Regions from separate parts of the Mus musculus genome. Here region 2 is linked to region 1. A link is a contact called in public Hi-C data. All regions are on one chromosome and are shown on one strand. Each heading gives the region's core, a stretch centred on a gene start, on an enhancer-like site or on the middle of the called end of the contact. The rest is flanking DNA. Distances are from core to core; before and after follow the strand shown.

Region 1 (2,700 bases), core at 10-2,509:
AAATCTGCCTGCCTCTGCCTCCCGAGTGCTGGGATTAAAGGTGTGCACTACCACACCTGGCAATAGTACCTCTTTCAATAGGTTGTTGTGAGAATTAAATAAATCAGTGCCTGCAAAGTATCAAACAGTATTTGGCTCAGAGTGGGTGCTCCGTGGTTGTGATTCTTACTGTCTTGCATCTACCACCTTGAGAATATGTCTTCAGTTCCTTATTTTTAACTCAAGAGATTACAATCAATGGGACCTACTCATGGGAACTTTGTGAAGATCAAAGGAGAAAATTCATCAAAAACTGAAAGAACAGTGTCTGGTACATAATAAGCACTCAATAAATACTAGCTACTATTGATTTAGTTAGCACTTTGTACTTGCCATGGTACCAATCCCAAGTCAGAAGTCAGGTATGCCAGAAACCAACAAAGCAACTTAATCTACACTCCAAGCTTTAACAGTATCTCAGTCAATCTTGAAGATTCTATTTCCCCCACGATGTCCAGTCTGCGCCAAGGACCTGAGAACTTAGTCAATGTCCAGGTTTCCAGAGTCTTGCTGGCCCTGAGTCCTCTATCCACTTAGACATCTGTTATCTCAGCCTGGCAAGTCTCTGCTATTTCCGAACCACCCAAGGCCTTGCCCAGTGGATCTCCTGTCATAGTTGAGCTTCTGCTCCCCTAACATCCCCAAAGACCCATTGATACTTCCCTTATATTTTACTCAAGCATCTGGGGACCATTTCTTAGTCCCCAGGAAAATCTTGCTTTCAAATCCATTGACCTCCATGGAAATTGAGATAGAAAAGTTGGGTCACAGAGTCTCCCCAGAGGTAGAGAAGCAGCAGAGCTTGCTCCACAACTTGAATGTGACCCAGAGGAAAAGATTATAGAGGGAGTTTCCATACAGTGACCATCTAGAGAAGTTTTTTAAATGTCCACTGCCAAACAGAGTGTGATTCACATTCTCGTCCCTCACTGGACACCCGGGCCTTATGCCAAGAAGTCTGCAAAACATTAGAAGAGAATAAAGAGCTGAACTAGACAGTTGTCTTCCCCTGAGAGTTCCCCATCTGCACGAACACACACACCCCTCCAGAGGACATCTGGCAATCTTTAAGAGACATTTGGGATGGTCACCATTGAATGGGAGAAGGGTGCCTCTGACATTTTGTGGGTACAGACGCAAGGTGCAACCACACATCCTACAATGCATTCGACAGTCAGCCGCCCTCTCCCCTGCCCACATAAAGGATTAATCTGGCCCCAGATGTTAGCAACATAGAGGAGGAGGCATGAAAACTGTCATGCGAGGCAAGAGAGAGTGACAAGGCAATTGTGCCAGAGGCTCGTGCAATCAAAATCACTGTGAGGCCATTTACTTGAATCAGGAGGGTCATTCCTAGGAACTTATTTCATAGAAAAGGGTCCTCACAGGCCAGAGTTTCTATTTCTCACACAATTTTAGATAGCAATGCCTCCAAAGACAGCACGGAAGCAAACAGGAAGCAGCTGCTGATCACCCAACCACAAGCAGACTGCTGGCCTCCAAAGAAGGACGTCCTCCACTGGGTGGAGACTCGGGCTATCCAGCAGCCGGCAAGAGCCTCTCCATTCAGGTTGGGCTTCTGTTGCTTTCTAGGCATGGTAATTGGACAGGAAAAGTTGGCTCCTTAATTACCACGATGCTTTCTTCTCCACAGCCTTCCAGGAAGTGCCCATGATGCGTATATGCTGATAGAGGGTGGGAAGCATCCAGGTGGAGTAGTAAAAAAAATAAAAGCCCCTCAAAAGGTCAGAAATGAGGCAAGAATCTCATCTCATTGCTCTTGTTCTGGGATATAATTGGAGAAAGACTTGCAAGTTCCAGGGCGATCTGGTGCCAGTGAGGAAGAGAAGATAGAAGAAGAGGGTTTGGTGTTCAGGCTGGAGGACGGGTAGTAGAGCGGGGGGGGGGGTGAGGGGTGGGGGGGGTGGGGGGGGGAGGGGAGGTCATGTTGTACTGAGGGTGTTGACCTGTCCTTGGTGAGGGGTGAAAGCCCATGGTATGCAGGCAACAACACGGTTTTCCATTTCCAATGTGAAAGAGGTCTTGTTCAAAACAATGAGGACAGCTAGAAGATTATCTTCAGTGGTGGGATCTTACTATTCTTTTGACTTTTCAACTGCTTTGAGGGTATGGGGGAGGAGCTTAATTTATAAGAGATCCACTGTCGTTAATGGAAGCTACAGCCAAGAATTTGAGAGATGCTTCCTACTCTGCTTGTGAGGAGAGACCTCTGCCCAGCTTGTCTACATTTTTGACAAGATCTTCTCAGCGACTGCAATGGCTAGGCTGTCCTCTCCTCTCTGGCCTCTGTGGCCAGCGGTTCTCTTAGCCTGCTTCTGTCCCCCTGGTGCATTTCCCTGGCTGTGTAGATGATTTTCTGGGACTCCTATGTCATCTCTCCATGCTCTCTGATCCCTCCTCCTCCCTCACCACTCCCACTTGCTATTCTGATGGCTCTTTGGTCTCTCCTGCTTAATGCTTTCCCAGTGCTTTCCATGGGGCCACCATCACCTGGCACCTGGATCCCCGCAGTCACCTCCTATTGTGGTCCATCTGGTCCATCCTTCTTTCCTTGCCTTGCCCTAGAAACTGGATAGTCCCTTCTAAAATGTGCTTGTGATGACAGCTTCTTGTTAACACAGTCCTGGCTTGCATAGCCGT
Region 2 (2,825 bases), core at 17-2,516, 290 kb after region 1:
ATGATGTTTTAAAAGAAAAGATGGGTGGGAGACTGCTCTGAGCTGTAAACAATAATCCTGTCCAGAGGAGAGAGATTGTGCCCTGCAGAGCTGCCCTGTGCCGAGTCCCGCTTCTGGGAGGTTCCTGAGACTATCATTCTCCCGTCCAGCAGGCTCCTAATTAGCCTTCCAACCGCAGGAGCCTCTGGCAGGACAGCCACAACACACAGTAACTTACACTTTGGCCAGAGCACTTCCTAATTCTATTCCTCAGCTCTTCCCAGAATCCAGCCTGACAAACCCGCTTTCAGTCTGTGCCTGCCACCTGCCCACACTGCAGGCCCAGGCCTCCTGCCCATACAGCCCCTGCTGTGCTGGGGGATGGAGCCGCCTGCAAATGAGGCAGCTTGGAGGGATGCGACAATGCCACTTGATAGACAGCCACCTTCCTAGTGGCCTTAGCCACGTGGGCTACTGTTTAGAGGAAGGAACAGTGGTTCCTGGCCTTTGCCCTCCGGGCTTCCTTCCCACCCTCTGAGAAGAAGTCATAAACAATTTGTATTCTGTCCGTGATGCTAAATGCCCCTCTTTGTCCTCAGTGGGGATGTTTGCCACTTGTCATAGCCGGAAGAAGTCTCCTGATAATCAGTCAAACAAAGAAGGGTTTGGGTCTCTGTTCTGTTCGGCTGCTGTGTGGCTTATTAGCAAGCCCAGCTGAGGTGCATTGAAGGTGCCTTCATCCTAGGGTTGCTCTGTGTGTGTGTGTGTGTGTGTGTGAGAGAGAGAGAGAGAGAGAGAGAGAGAGAGAGAGAGAGAGAGAGAATTTGAGTTTAAGTTCGTATGTGTGAGTGTGTGCCTTGGTCTGTTGTGGGTGTGGTGGCACTGCTTTTAATCCCCTCTAAGGATAAGGAGCTCATTGGTCAGCCTCCTGGTTCAGTGAAAGACCTTATGTCAAAAAATTAAAAAAAAATAATACAGAAAACAAATTGAGAAAGATGCAAGTCTCTTGTGTTCACACACGTATCCCTAAGGAATAAAGCAAACAAACAAACAAACAACCCAAATGAATTGTTGGTCCAGCCTCCAAATAACAAATATTCCCTCATTCAAGAAGTAAGGTCTTGTCCACCCTTGCAGGGTGGCCAGGTGTCTAAACCAGCCATGTGTAATGCCATAAATCCTCCCATTGTCAGGTTGGCCCTCTTCCAGATGTCTCCTCTGACTCTGTAGCTCCAGCCAGTTTCCTCCAATTCAAACCTGCTGAGGTCAGGAAAGCATCAGCTGTTGCTAAGCACTTAACAGAAAGGTCTGTTTTTAGGGTGACCCACACATGCCAGTATCAGCAACACTGGGTTATGGGGTCCATAGGGAATGTCCTCTGCCTCCTGCCCCTGTGCCAGTTACACAGATACTGCTGGTAGGAAGTTTTCTTAATGTCTTTTCATTTCCTGGCCTCTCTGTGGCTCCCTGTGCTGAGGCACAGTGGTGGGCACAGGCGTTACGTTCAGAAACTGCATGGAATCGGCCCATAGCTTGATTGCTTCTGTTAGGCACTGAAATAGTAGGACAGAAAAGATGGAAAAATGGAGCGCAGGGCCTGGCTGTCAGCACGGTCCTTTCCAACCCCTCATCTCTCCTCAAGGACACGGAAGTGGCAGTGGCGGTTGGCCCTGAGGAAGAGAGTCACACCACCTGGCTCTCTGCACTCCCATTTAGCACCTCGTAGACTTCTAGACTCAAGAACCAAACTCTCAGAGCCGGCTGAACAAACACCACCCCCTACAGTAGCTGTTAGATGAGGACTTCGGGCGTCCTCTGGGCCCTGCCGTCTTTTTAGTTGTCGACTATCTGAAGTATCACATAGCTGACTACAGCTGAATGCACATACCCGGACGATTCCTCCTGCTTCAGTGGCATTAACTAATCCTGTAACCTTGGGCAGGTTGTTTAAAGTACTTACTTCTCCCGTCTCCGAAATGGGCACCGCAGTGTTGTCAACACAACTGAGAATATTGTGAGGACTGACTGATTTAATATGTGAAAAGTACTTAGACGCTCTAAGCAGCACCCAAGTGACACATAATTCTATTTTTAAATAGCTGTATCCTATTCGGTTGGGTGTCTGTGCCCCACGGTTCATTTAACTAGATGATTATAATGGGATTTGTGAGGTGGTAAACATTTCCATCATTGTCCTCCCAGGTAAGGATTCGCCGTTTTTCTTCATTATTTCCTCAGATTAAGTTCTTAGTATATGAGTTGCTGGGTCCAGGAGAGGATGCTATTTTTAGGGCCTTTCTTGATAGCTGCTGATTTCCCCCCAGGAAAGCCTTAGTCTGCCTTCCTTGCAGCGGGGAATAAGCGGGCCAATATCCTGTGTAGTCACGTTATTAACTTTTAATCAAATGAAGGAGCAGGGAAAAGAGATCTTTTCCTGGGGGATAAAGCGGTCCTCATTCCTCACCTTTGTTCACAAGGAATAAAAAAAAAAAAAAAAAAAACACGCTAAAAACAGGCAGATAGGAAGACAGCTGGAGTATGTGAGAATAGCGCCCTCTCGTGGTAATCCCTGGGAAGGCACAAACACTTTGTAGAATGCCAGGTGGTTTTGTTTGTTTGTTTGTATTTTTGTCTGTTTTTTTTTTTTCCCCGGGGGTGCGGTAGGGTGGAGTGGGGATGGGTGACGGGTTGAATGTATCTGACACTGGACTTGAACTTGCTATATAGTTGAAGAAGACTGAATTTTTGACTCTCTAGCATCTATCTCTTGAGTGTGAGGAGTATAGGTGTGTGCTACTATGGTCGTTTCATGGCGCCCAAATGTGTCATAACATGCTAGGCAAGCA

Evidence for each region. A called contact is a pair of places that touch in the nucleus more often than the background predicts.
Region 2: a contact with region 1 is called in a Hi-C map of bone marrow-derived macrophages, with 34 read pairs. The contact joins two enhancer-like sites. A contact is called at or near these places in 11 of 484 Hi-C or Micro-C datasets (the 3T3-L1 cell line, the AML12 cell line, the BV-2 cell line and 8 more), 29 of 115 datasets of contacts at active chromatin or transcription factors (the 230-238 cell line, CD8 T cells, DN3 thymocytes and 22 more) and 3 of 9 other capture datasets (adipose tissue, embryonic stem cells and liver).

What each region holds. Positions count from the first base shown.
Region 1 is chr15:59,262,445-59,265,144 of GRCm38.p6, reverse strand. The region is part of intron 2 of Gm36617 (a long non-coding RNA gene); the gene reads right to left. Among named protein-coding and RNA genes, the nearest start is that of Gm36617, 18 kb to the right of the region's middle. Within about 2 kb of position 1,259, at least 104 of the 459 cell types and tissues checked have an H3K27ac peak or open chromatin away from gene starts, as enhancers often do. A contact at or near this core is called in DN3 thymocytes, the N1E-115 cell line, the SCID.adh cell line and 8 more, where this site is marked.
Region 2 is chr15:58,974,247-58,977,071 of GRCm38.p6, reverse strand. All of the region lies in intron 3 of Mtss1 (MTSS I-BAR domain containing 1), which reads left to right. Among named protein-coding and RNA genes, the nearest start is that of Gm41330, 19 kb to the left of the region's middle. Within about 2 kb of position 1,266, at least 148 of the 459 cell types and tissues checked have an H3K27ac peak or open chromatin away from gene starts, as enhancers often do. A contact at or near this core is called in DN3 thymocytes, the N1E-115 cell line, the SCID.adh cell line and 8 more, where this site is marked.